4 separate regions of the Mus musculus genome follow, and regions 2, 3 and 4 are each linked to region 1. The links are chromatin contacts, called in public capture Hi-C and promoter capture Hi-C maps. All regions are on one chromosome and are shown on one strand. Each heading gives the region's core, a stretch centred on a gene start, on an enhancer-like site or on the middle of the called end of the contact. The rest is flanking DNA. Distances are from core to core; before and after follow the strand shown. Region 1 holds the start of Ppp1r14a (protein phosphatase 1, regulatory inhibitor subunit 14A). Region 2 holds the start of Zfp420 (zinc finger protein 420). Region 3 holds the start of Gmfg (glia maturation factor, gamma). Region 4 holds the start of Pak4 (p21 (RAC1) activated kinase 4).

The links. Promoter capture Hi-C pulls out the DNA fragments that hold promoters and counts their contacts. Capture Hi-C pulls out chosen DNA fragments and counts their contacts.
Region 2: a capture Hi-C map of embryonic stem cells shows a contact between it and region 1, with 2.7 times the contacts expected there. The contact joins the promoter of Zfp420 here to the promoter of Ppp1r14a in region 1. A contact is called at or near these places in 2 of 39 promoter capture datasets (cranial neural crest and embryonic stem cells), 1 of 115 datasets of contacts at active chromatin or transcription factors (acute myeloid leukemia) and 1 of 9 other capture datasets (embryonic stem cells).
Region 3: a contact with region 1 is called in a promoter capture Hi-C map of liver, with 2.1 times the contacts expected there. The contact joins the promoter of Gmfg here to the promoter of Ppp1r14a in region 1. A contact is called at or near these places in 2 of 39 promoter capture datasets (both in liver) and 1 of 115 datasets of contacts at active chromatin or transcription factors (pancreatic cancer cells).
Region 4: a promoter capture Hi-C map of liver shows a contact between it and region 1, with 1.9 times the contacts expected there. The contact joins the promoter of Pak4 here to the promoter of Ppp1r14a in region 1. A contact is called at or near these places in 4 of 39 promoter capture datasets (the C10 cell line, cranial neural crest, liver and 1 more) and 1 of 115 datasets of contacts at active chromatin or transcription factors (pancreatic cancer cells).

Annotation. Positions count from the first base shown.
Region 1 is chr7:29,287,947-29,290,790 of GRCm38.p6, reverse strand. It overlaps Ppp1r14a (protein phosphatase 1, regulatory inhibitor subunit 14A), which reads right to left and starts at 1,471. Exons shown (of 4, transcript NM_026731.3): 1 at 1,256-1,471. The coding sequence starts at 1,456. It overlaps Gm45977 (a long non-coding RNA gene), which reads left to right and starts at 2,492. Exons shown (of 4, transcript XR_003946629.1): 1 at 2,492-2,595.
Region 2 is chr7:29,858,478-29,861,291 of GRCm38.p6, reverse strand. Zfp420 (zinc finger protein 420) reads right to left here and starts at 1,313. Exons shown (of 4, transcript NM_172740.2): 1 at 1,199-1,313; 2 at 224-276.
Region 3 is chr7:28,439,508-28,442,311 of GRCm38.p6, reverse strand. Gmfg (glia maturation factor, gamma) reads right to left here and starts at 1,375. Exons shown (of 7, transcript NM_001039192.2): 1 at 1,271-1,375; 2 at 782-878; 3 at 594-643. The coding sequence starts at 1,273.
Region 4 is chr7:28,596,843-28,599,542 of GRCm38.p6, reverse strand. Pak4 (p21 (RAC1) activated kinase 4) reads left to right here and starts at 1,359. Exons shown (of 10, transcript NM_027470.3): 1 at 1,359-1,508.

The sequences.
Region 1 (2,844 bases), core at 222-2,721:
GTCCTGTGTGGGAGAAGGGATCTCTGGCATCTAAGTGTGCTGGGCCCGAGACTGAGGGGCCTACTTGCCTTGAGAGAGTGTAGCCAGTGTGGCTGCCTCTCTAGTGTGGCTGTCCCAGGTCAGACATGGCAAGCTGTAGGGACTATCTTTATTTATCTTTTTTTTTCTTTTTCTTTTTTTTAAGATAGGGTCTTTCTGTGTATCCCTGGATGACTTGGAACCCACTCTGTAGAACTGGCTGGCCTCGAACTCACAGAGATCTCTCTGCCTCTGCCTCCTCAATGCTGAGTCTAAAAGGTGTGAGGTGCACCATGCCAGGTTTGTTTTAGACTTTTCAGACAGGGTCTCCTTATCCAAGGTCGTCCTTGAACCCCTAACCCTCCAGCCTTCACCTCTCAAGTGCTGAGGTCACAAGCGTTAGCGGCCCTGCCTACCTTGGTTTCTAGTGTTCTGTGTTCCTGGGACACTTTTACCAGTTCCGTGTGTAATTTCCACAGACGTGTGTGTGTGTGTGTGTGTGTGTGTGCATGCGTGCGTGCGCGCGTGCACATGCACACAGAACTTTAACATCTGCCACTCTGTTTGTAGACAGCCATACTTTTCTTTTTTGGCAGCAGATAATGGCCCATGTAACTTGAGTCACTCTGTGTCCCTGGATAGCTATTGGAGCTTGGAGCACCCCAGCTGGAACTGATGTGTATCTGTGCCCAGCTGTATCTCTTCACTTGGCGCCCAGGGGGGTTGTGTTGTGCGTGCATGTCAGTATTCCATGGCAGGCCATGTTGTCCCTTAACTTAATCCACTTGTGTTCCTGTGAGTTTGTGTGTGGCTCACTTTGGTGCTATGTCTGAGTGGCTGTGACTTCCGTCATCTGTGAAAATTGTTGTTTCCTCTGCTGAGAGTCTCTGCTGTCCTATCTCCCTTGTCACCCATGTCTATGTTTGGCTTAAGGACATCCCCTGTCCCTATCCGTTCTCTCAATATGTTGGCTCTGCCCGCCACCCCCCATCTCATCCCCAGCCCTTCCCAGTTGTCTGGGTTGATTGGACGCACACATGTCTGGGGATCCTGGGTGCATGTCTGAGTGTCCGCGAGCTGGATGCCTCTAAGCACCGAGACCAGCGCCTCGGGCCATGAATCCTAGCAAAGGCCGCAGTCGGTGCACCAGCGAGCAAGTACTAGGGTCACCGAGGTCGCAGGGTTGCAGGGTCTTAGGCTACCTCCGTCCCTCAGCCCCGGCCCCTCTGAGTCTCACCCTGCCGCGGTACAGCTCCTCCAAGCATCCGTCGATCCACTTCTCCACGTCCAGCCGTCGCTGCAGCTCCCGTCGGTCGTACTTGACCGTGACTCGCGCGTGCCGCTTCTGCAGCCCGCTGGGGCTGCCCCCCGGGCCGCGGGCCCGCGACGGGGACTGCAGCTTGCTCAGCACGCGCTTGCCCAGCCGCTGCGCAGCCATCGTACCGTCACCCGCTGCCCCTACTTTGCGCCCTGCCTCGCGCTCCGGGATCTTAATGGCCGGGGCGGGGCCACCGGGGGCGGGGGCTCGTGCTCTGGGACCCGCCCCTCCCCGATCGCCGGGCCTCAGTTTCCCTTCCTGCAGAGGCAAGCTGGCTAATGTGCAGCCTTCAAGCCCGGGGTCCTGCGGGGGTTCAGATGGGTGGGGGCGGGGTGCCCATCTTAGAGTGCCCCAGGGCAGGCATCTCCGGGCGGGGTCCCAGGACACGCTCTAGGGTCCGTCCTGTGCTCCCTCTGGCGGCAGCGAAGGGTGTTGCAAGGGCGCCAGGCCTAGCTGTACGGGAGGGGGATCCCACTGAAGTTTCTCTTTTTAAGAGGGACCTATTAGTCTGGCCTTAAACTCCTAAACCTCCTGTCTCCACCTTCTAAGTGATGCGATTCCAGACCTGAGCCACCACACTCAACTTTTTCTTTCTCACCCCTGCTCCCAGAAGGTGATCGGAAACGGACCCCAGGAGTGTTAAGCCAGTGCTTGAATCATCTTTTAGTTTACCCCGCTCATTCACGCACTTTTCCATCCACTTATTTCCATTTATTCACTTGTTCCTGTTGCGATCATAAAAAGAGATAAAGCTGTACAAGAACATGTTCTGGGGGGTGTGAGGAAGGGGATGTCTCGGCGGGCCCATGCCAAGGCATCCCTTCCCCCTGAGAGACCAGCCACACTGACGGTATACCATGGAATAGAGTTTATTCAGGGCATGGGGAAGAGAGTTAAGAGGCAGAGAAAGGCAGAGAGAAGGAGAGAGTAGAGAAGTAGAGGCCGGCCATGGCCACGTGGAGAGAGGGGGTAAAGGAATGGGGAGAGAGGGGGAACAAGGAGGCAAGAGGGAAGAGAGGCAAGAGTAGGAGAGAAAGAAAGGGAGGAGGGGCCAAGCAGCCCCTTTTATAATGGGCCAGGTCTACCTGGCTGTTGCCAGGTAACTATGGGGAGGAGCATACCTGGCTGCTGCCAGGTAACTGTGGGGGTGGAGTCCAGACAGAATACCAACACTCCCAGTACACATTGTTTACTGAGTGTGTCAACAGCATGTGACTTGGGTGCTTAGGAGGCGGAGGCGGGAGATTCAGGAATTCAAGGTGAGGGTAGGCTACAGAGTGAGCTTCAGAGTCCAGGACAAGCTGAGCTGTGGACCCTGCCCAGATAGATAGATAATGATAGATAGATAGATAGACAGACAGACAACAGCCTGGGTGAGCGAGATGGCTCCCTTGGTAAAGAGGCTTGGTGCTAAGCCTAAGGACCCCGCACATGAATCTCAGCTATTGAGGAAGGGTGGTAAAGACAGTACAAGAGAGGCCGAGGTAGACTGATGAAAATTCGAGGTA
Region 2 (2,814 bases), core at 64-2,563, 570 kb before region 1:
GATGGGTCTTTATGATTTCAAGGCCAGTGTGTACTACATAAAGAGGTTCAAACCAGGCAGAGACCTGCCTCAAAAATAAGTAAATAGGAATAAATAAATTGCCTTGTTCCTCCATTATAAGAGAAGACTTGGGTAGGAGACAGTCACAAAAACAACAATAAAGTAAAACAAAGATCGTTTTCTGACATGATAAAGGCTGTTGAGGAGACAAATATCTGCTTACCTCAAACTTCCCTTCTAGATGGACAATGGCCATTTTTCCTCTTCTGTGTTGTACTTTGAGAATAAAAAAGTTAAATGAGATGCTATGTTGTTCTTGCCATATACTCTGAATTAGAGACAACCTCTTCCTCCGTCCCCACAGAGGGGTTAAGTCTTTACATTCTGGGAGTAATTGGGGAGAGACAAAGTCACAAGCAACTCAGGATCCTTTGGTAGATTCATGGTGGGGACCCCCCATGAATTCCAACAAAATTTCACCGTTGTACCCTACCACATCAGGGAAGGATCACAGGTAGAAACAAGAAAATTTCCACAGTCACATTGCTAGTGTCACAATTTACACTGTCAGAGCTACACCGTTGGAGCACTAACTCGTATATAGGACCCAAGCATGTACAATAACCAAACATTCTGTCAGGGACAAATACTGTCAGCGACATTCTTTTACAAGGGTGAACTTCTACTTTCTTTACAATCATGAGTACAGCACACAGCATCCTACAGTCACACACATACACACACGTACACACATAAACACACACGCATACATTCATACACACGCACTCACACAGTCACCCAAATGGGAGAACACTATAAAAGTCACAGGCGACGGAAACAAGCAATCGTAATCTCAGTGACACTATCACACATGTCTTCCGAGGCAAGCCAGTTATGCACAGGATACCAGGTACATCAACAACCTCAGAGTGACATAAACATCTAAATACCTCGCTATAACAGCACCGTTTCTCCACCATACACGTGGGCCGACACCATCAGTCCCAGAAACATCTCTAGTGAGATAAGCAACAATCACACACACCCTTGTGTGTCACAACTCATTCACACACAGCACGCCAACCACAAACCAAGGGTCGCAACAGGCTCCAAAAGCACAGGCTTGTGGCGTATACACGGGAGACACCGCCACCTAATGCCACAGACACGTCCTCCAGACGTTCCTCAGCACGCTCACCTCCGAGGGAAGCTCAGGGTCCCGCCTCCTGCGCCGGGCTCCACTACAGGCAGCCTGCTCTATGGGATGCTTAGGAGATCCTCCAGACACAACCCTCTCGTGACGCAAGTACCCCGAACTCTCGCCAGGAAACGGAAACGGCGTTCTGCTCCCGGTGGCTCTGGGAAATGTAGTCCAATGGCTGGGGCCAATGCCTGCCCCCCCCTCCCTCCCCTCCACCTTCTCTCTCACCCCTCCCTCTTTCCCTTCCACCTCTCCCCTCCCTTCCCCCTCTCTCCTTCCAAACCGCTCCTCTTTCCTCCCTCTCTCCCCCCAATCGCAATATTTGTGAGGTGATTTATACCTGTGGTAATGAGATTTTATACCACATGTGGGGTTGCTCAACAGAGATTCAGCCACTGTAGTTTGTTTGTGAAGGGTCACTACATATTTCTGGAATAATTGACTAGTTGCTCATGATGATCTGTGTTATCTTTCACCTGTATCCACTTCCAAACGACTTTCAAAGAACCCTTAAGTTTCCACTTCATTGGTTTGAAGGAGAATGGCCCCCACAGGCTCATATATTTGGATGTTGGTTCTCAGTTAGGAGATGTGGCCTTGTTGCAGGGGTGTACCTCTGTAGGTGGGCTTTGAGGGTTCAAGCCCAAGTGAGGCCTTAGAATCAGATGTGAGTTCTCACCTACTTGCTCTAGGGCAGAGCCTGCCTGATGCCATATTTCCTACCATGTTGACCACAGACTCACCCTCTGAAACTGTCTGCAAGCCTCTAATTAAAAGTGTTTTTTTCTTTTTTTCAGCCAGGCAGGGCTGACACACTCCTTTGATCCTAACACTTGGGAGGCAGAGGCCAGCAGATCTCTAAATTCAAGGCCAGTCTGGTCTACAGAGCAAGTTCTAGGAGAGCCAGGGCAATACAGAGAAACTCTGTCTTGAAAAAACAAAAGTATTTTTTCCTCCCAGAGGCAGAGTTAGGTGAATCTCTGAATTTGAGGCCAGTCTGGTCTATAGAACAAAGTCTAGGATACTCAGGGTTACACAGAAAGACTCTGTCTCTCTCATTCATATATATATATATATTTTTTTTTCCAGTAAGCTTGTATTTTTCAAAACCAACTTAAGTGTGCTTAAATGCTTTAACCTCCCTTCTAGCCTACCACCCACCAGAGGCAGTGGAAAGGAAAGGTTAATAGGGCAGAGGAGGATGTGGGCTGTTTAGAAATAGTTCTTTGGGGCAATCCCAGTCTTTGTTGTCAGGATAGCAGCAGGCAGTTCAATTCACAGGAATCAGCAGTGGTAGCTCGACTCACTTGTAAGCAATATTCACGAATCAGCCATAGCAGTGGCTTGCGTCCATCCAGAAGAAACCTCAAGGCTCTTCCAAATTGGCCAGAGTCCACAGAAGCAGCAAGAAGCCACTGGAATGCCACCGGAAGTTCTTTGGTGTGTTTCTCTCTACGAAATCACAACAAACGGTGACTAGCAAAGAATAGCAAGATGACCCACTGTCACCCAACACCTATGTCTGTTGGGTTATACTTATACCCTTTTCAAACATCACATGTTCTCTCAAGCATCTGCTAACAAAACATCACATGCCTTCTTTCCAAGTAGCT
Region 3 (2,804 bases), core at 126-2,625, 850 kb after region 1:
GGGTACTATAAGAAAATAGTTTGACCACGCCACGAGAGGCCTGTGAGCAGCACTCTTCCATGGCCTCTGCATCAGCTCCTGCCTCCAGGTGCCAGTCACGTTTGAGTTCCTGCCCTGACTTTCCTCAGTGGATTGTGATTCAGGCTATGTAAGCCAAATAAACCCTTCTCTTCCTAACTTGCTTTTGGTCGTAGTGGTTCATCACAGCAATAGTGACCCTAACTGAAGCACCTGGCTTTTTTTTGCCCTCGAACTCACTCTGTAGACCAGGCTGGCCTCAAGCACACAGAGAAATCTGCCTGCTTCTATCTCTTGCATTGGGGTATTAAAAGTCAGTGCCACCACACCCAGCCTTATTTGGCTTTTTGATACAGGGTCTTGTGTAGTCCAGGCTAGCCTCCAACTTAACACTGTAGCCAAGAATGACCTTGAATCCTGGTCCCTCTCTCTGCACCCTTAGAGTGCCAGCATTAGAAAAGCATGTGTCACGGTGCCCTGTTTATGAGGTAGCTGATCCAACCCTGGCGCACCCTCCCAACTTTGTCCCCAGACATCTTCCTGTATTTGGAATGTCCAGAATCCCAGCCCCTCACCTGGAGTTCATCCTCCAGCACCACCATCTGCCGGTCTTTGTCCACTTTCACTGGGGAGGGATAGAACACAGATTACAGACCCCTCGCCATTCCAGGGGACACCAGCCCAGACTTCCCTGCCTTGCTGTTCCCCCCCCCCCGACAGCCCCCCCCCCCGTGCCACCCTTGAGAGGGCAGAGGTCACTGACTTATGATGGCGGCATTGTTGGTCTCTTTTCGGAAACGAAATTTCCTCAATGTTTCCTTTAGCTCCGGGTCCACTTCACACACCACCAGGGAGTCCGACTGCCAATGGGACAGGGAAGAGCTGAGCCGGCTTAGCTTCTAACCTGGCCCCTTTCCTGACCCAAGTATCTTCGTAAGTCAATGAAGACGCTGAAACTAGCCTAGATGAGTGGCCTTTGGCAAACACCTGGATAGGGAGGCAGTTACTAAGACACACAGTTCAGCTCCGAGGGACACACAGGGGCCAGGTACCACCTTCCTGGAGGATTCCCTTGGATTACTCCAAAAGACCTAAGCATCTGCTTGCCTGAGGCCTCTACCTCTACGACCAAGCTTTGTCAAGACTGGGTCCCTTCCCTTCCTGCCTGTGACCTTCATCCCCCATCTGACCTCCATCCAGGTCACCCTGAACTCGGCCCCCTCACCCTTCCTTGTCACCCAGGCCCTCTGACCATGTTTTTCTGTCCTTAGGCCTCTTCTCAGTTCCTCTGTCTTCTAGGGGTGGGGACCCCAGGCTGAGAGGGATGGGCTATGAAAGGGGGAAGCTTTCCTCTAACACCACATCCTGTTTATGCCTAGCCTAGGACAACTGTCACAAAGGGCTCCTCCCCTTCCTTCCTTCCCTGCATCTGTCAGAACCTGTGAGGCTTTTCAGTCACTAAGATGGGGGTTCGAATACTGCCTCACTGTGGCCCTAGTTAAATTTGCAACTCTGGTCTGGGATTGCTGTGAAGAGAAAAAAACTTCACCTATCTCCCAGATAGAGATGCCTAAAAAGAGGAAATAAGTCTGGTACTGTGGAAAACACGTTTATTCTTTATTTTCTTGTTTTTTCAAGACAGGGTCTCTCTGTATAGGTCCTCTCTTATAGACCAGGCTGGCGTTGAACTCAAAGATCAGCCCGTCTCTGTCTCCCAAGTGCTGGGATTAAAGTTTGCTGTCACCCACTGCTAAATTCAACCATTCTACTAACTCCATTCTCCCAGGTCCCACTGCCTCTAGAGCAGTGACAGGCTACATAGAGAAACCCTGTCTCAAAAATTAATAAATGCTACCATGAAAATGGTGGCCTATTGTTGGAGTGATGTTTTTGTATACTGTGTCAAGATGTGTCTCTGTCCTTCCTTGCCTACCTCAGGTGTCCTCTGATAGGTTAAAATAAAAAGCCTATGGCCTATAGCAAAAGGCAGAAGAGCAAGGTGGGACTTCTGGACAGAGAAAGCAACTCTGGAAAAGAATCAATCGTGGTAGACATGGAGGAAATGGACTGTATGAAACCGAGGAGAGGTAACAAGTCACATAGCAGAACTTAGATTAGTATAAATGGAATAATTGAGTTACAAGCTATTTGGGAACACGCCTAGCTTAAGGCCAAAGCTATTAAATAAATATAATGGTCTCTGTGTTATTTGGGAGCAAGGGTAGGCATAGAAAAGGCCCAAACAGTTACAGCTTATTATATGTATATATATATGTGTGTGTAATACATGTGTGTGTAATAAGTATGTATATGTAATAAGTATATATATGTAATATGTATGTTTATATATACATCTATATACTATTATATATGTGTATATAATATAATTATAAATATATAACTAAATATATTTAATTAAATCTATACAATTCAAATATAATTTTTTTTTAATTTTTAAATTTTTAAAATTTATTTTATTTATGTGAGTATACTGTAGCTGTCTTCAAACACACCAGAAGAGGGCATCAGATCTTATTATAGGTGGCTGTGAGCCACCATGTGGTTGCTGGGAATTGAACTCAGGACCTCTGAAAGAGCAGTCAGTGCTCTTAACTGCTGAGCCATCTCTCCAGCCCCCAATTTAAATATAATTGCAATGTTTATTAATTATATAACATAATACATAATATACATTGATAGATATAGATATCTTCCAGCAGTCAGGATTGCCAAGTCTGAGGCCAACCTAGGTGACAACAGTGAACTCCAGAAGAGCCAGTGTTACA
Region 4 (2,700 bases), core at 110-2,609, 690 kb after region 1:
GAATCTTTGGAGGGTGGAATTACCTTTTAGTCAGCCACCCCTTTTATAAATATGTACTGAGCATTTACATACCAATAATATCAAGGCTCTGGCTACGAGCAAAAAGCATAGTTCAAGGTCAGCCTGGGCTACGTCCTGAGACCCTGTCTCACGAAACCAAAACCAGCCAGCCAAACACAAAACCACAGGCGGCAAAGGAAAGGAAGCTTTGCCAGAAGCTGGCAAAGGATTTAATAGCACAAGGTAGGACATTTTGCCCCTTAGAGAACATAATGTTTGAGGAAAAACCCAAAGGAACCCTGGGAGTCAGGAGGATGCTTAAAGAAGAGAATCTTCCAGACAGAAGAAAAAGCCCGTGAAAAGAACCAGAGAAAGCCTGTTTGGGAAAACCTGTAGCCTCAGTCTCCCAAGGGGCTCAGCTGGGGAAAGCATTTGCCTAGAATTCTCTAGGGCCGGGGACTTCCCTAGTACTACTGCTTGCCTGTCCTGTATAAAAGCCCTAAGTTCAGTGTCTGATACCCAAATAAACAAATAAAACCCTCAAAATCCTTGATGAGAAAGCATTTTTAAATTTTTCAGTAAGACCTAATGAACCCATAGGTGGAAGGGTGTATTAGTTTATGGGCTTTGTTTCCGCTGTGTTTTCCATTTTGATTAATTTAAAAACACTTAATTACACTTATCCCTCTATTTTATGTCTATGGCTCTCTTGTGGAGGCTACAGATCAACTCCTGGGAATCAGTTCTACCGTGTGGGTCCAGGAGATCAAACTTCAGGCTCGGCAACAAGCGCCTTCTATCCACTGATGCATCTCACACACTCGTGATTGACTGACTTAAAAAAAAAAAAACTTATTTAAAAGATTAAGATCAAATAGTGTCAGATTTCCAGATTCGGACAGAGCTTCATTCAAAACTTGCTTTCAGTAGTCATAAACCAACTAGCATCCTATTAGCTTGTTTACCTGTAAAATGGGTGTTACAACAACAGGGTTGTGTTAACAGTTTACAGCAGAACTAGTCGCGTGCTAACAAAGGCATAATAAGTGCTTAAGAACTGTTTCTGGCCTTTATGTTCTCGTATTCCACTTTACTTTTTTGGGAGCCCGTGGGACTCTGCCACGCGAAAGTCGTTATTTCCCCTTTAAGAGGCGGAGTGGGCGGGGAGTCAACGATCCCGCACCTTTTCAAAACTTCCCAATCTCTGCTCTTCATTCTCCACCTAGCGGTCTCCGATTGGGCCACTCGCACCAATCAGTGGTTTTAGGGAACCCTGCCCGGCTCGCTGCCCCGCCTCCGAGTAGGCCCCGCCCATCACCCGGTCAGCTCCGTTGCCATGGGGACTAGTGGGCGGCGAGGAGTAGGGGAGGCCCCGGATGTTCATTGGGGATTCAACATGGCGGCGGCAGTAGCCGCGGCGGCGGCGGCGCGAGACCGCTGAGGGCGGTACGCGGGCACAGAGTTCTGGGCCAGGCAGCTAGGCCGCGAGCGACCGCGGCGCCAAGCCGGTAGGTTAGGGGGTTACCGTGCAAGGGGTTTGTGGCTGGGGGCGGGTGGGTCTGGGCACGCGCCGTGGGAGAGCGGTTATTCGGAAGGGGGCGGGGCCGGTCGGGTCAAAGTTCACTCTTGGAGGGGAGGGTCGCGTGGAAAAGGGTCGCGGGCCCAAAAATGAGGGAAAGGGGAGGGGACTGTCGCGACCAGTGGTTAGACCGGTGGAGGGGGCGTGGCCGGGTTTGAAATTTGTGCAAAGTTTGGAATACTAAGTGGGGGCGCATAGGAGGGGCTCGGAACGGGTCTCATAAAAGGGGGCGCTCAGAGTAACTTAAGAAGAGGGTGTGTCTGTCAGGGCTGGAGGTCACAACCTAGAGAAGTGGGCGGCTGCCCGGTCAAAGATTTAAAAGCCTCAACCGGAGGAGGAGGAGGAGGTGCTTGAGTTTTAGGTTTTGGGGGGGTGTCTGAGACAGCCCTTAGGTAGAAGGTACGAAGATAAAAATCTGACGGGTGAAGATGTTCTGGGAGGGCCAGAAACTAAAAACTCAAGTGGGGCACGTGCGGTGAGGAGGGGGACCAGGGACATCTAACAGAGCCTTCGAAAGTGTGTCCTGGTGTGTGTGGTGGGAGGAGAAGGGGAGCCCCTTCCCACTGATAATGAAGGCCACACACTGATAAAACACTGATGATAGGCTGGGCTTCCCTCTCCGCGTTAAAGCTCTGTGTATGTACTCATTTAGCGCGCAGTACAGCATCACTGGAGCCAAAGCTGTTATTAAGAAGCTAAGTGATTTGCCCCAGGTCAGCTAATGAAGTAAGGTGAGCAGCTGGGATTCCAGCTCCGGAGCTCTGTCCCAGAGTGCTTCTGTCTCCTGCTGCCTTTCACAAAATCTTGGTGCTGGTAAATGTTTAACGAGAGAGCGCGAGCGAGAGAGCGCGAGCGAGAGAGCGCGAGCGAGCGAGCGCACCGTGTATGCCTGGTCTTGTTTCATCCCTTATCTTGTGAGATGGGTGAGTTGGGTGTTAGAGAACACCCCTGTTTTCCAGGTAGAAAAAGTAATGCCAAGAAAGCTTTGTTAAGAGAAAGGAGCTTTGGTCTGCTACCTGCCACAGGGTCCACTTCCCAGGAGGTCTGTTCCTGGAAGCCACTCCCTGGGTGGGAACAGAGTGTCTGTTTAGCCTCCTTGGAAGGGTGTGACCTGGGAGGGG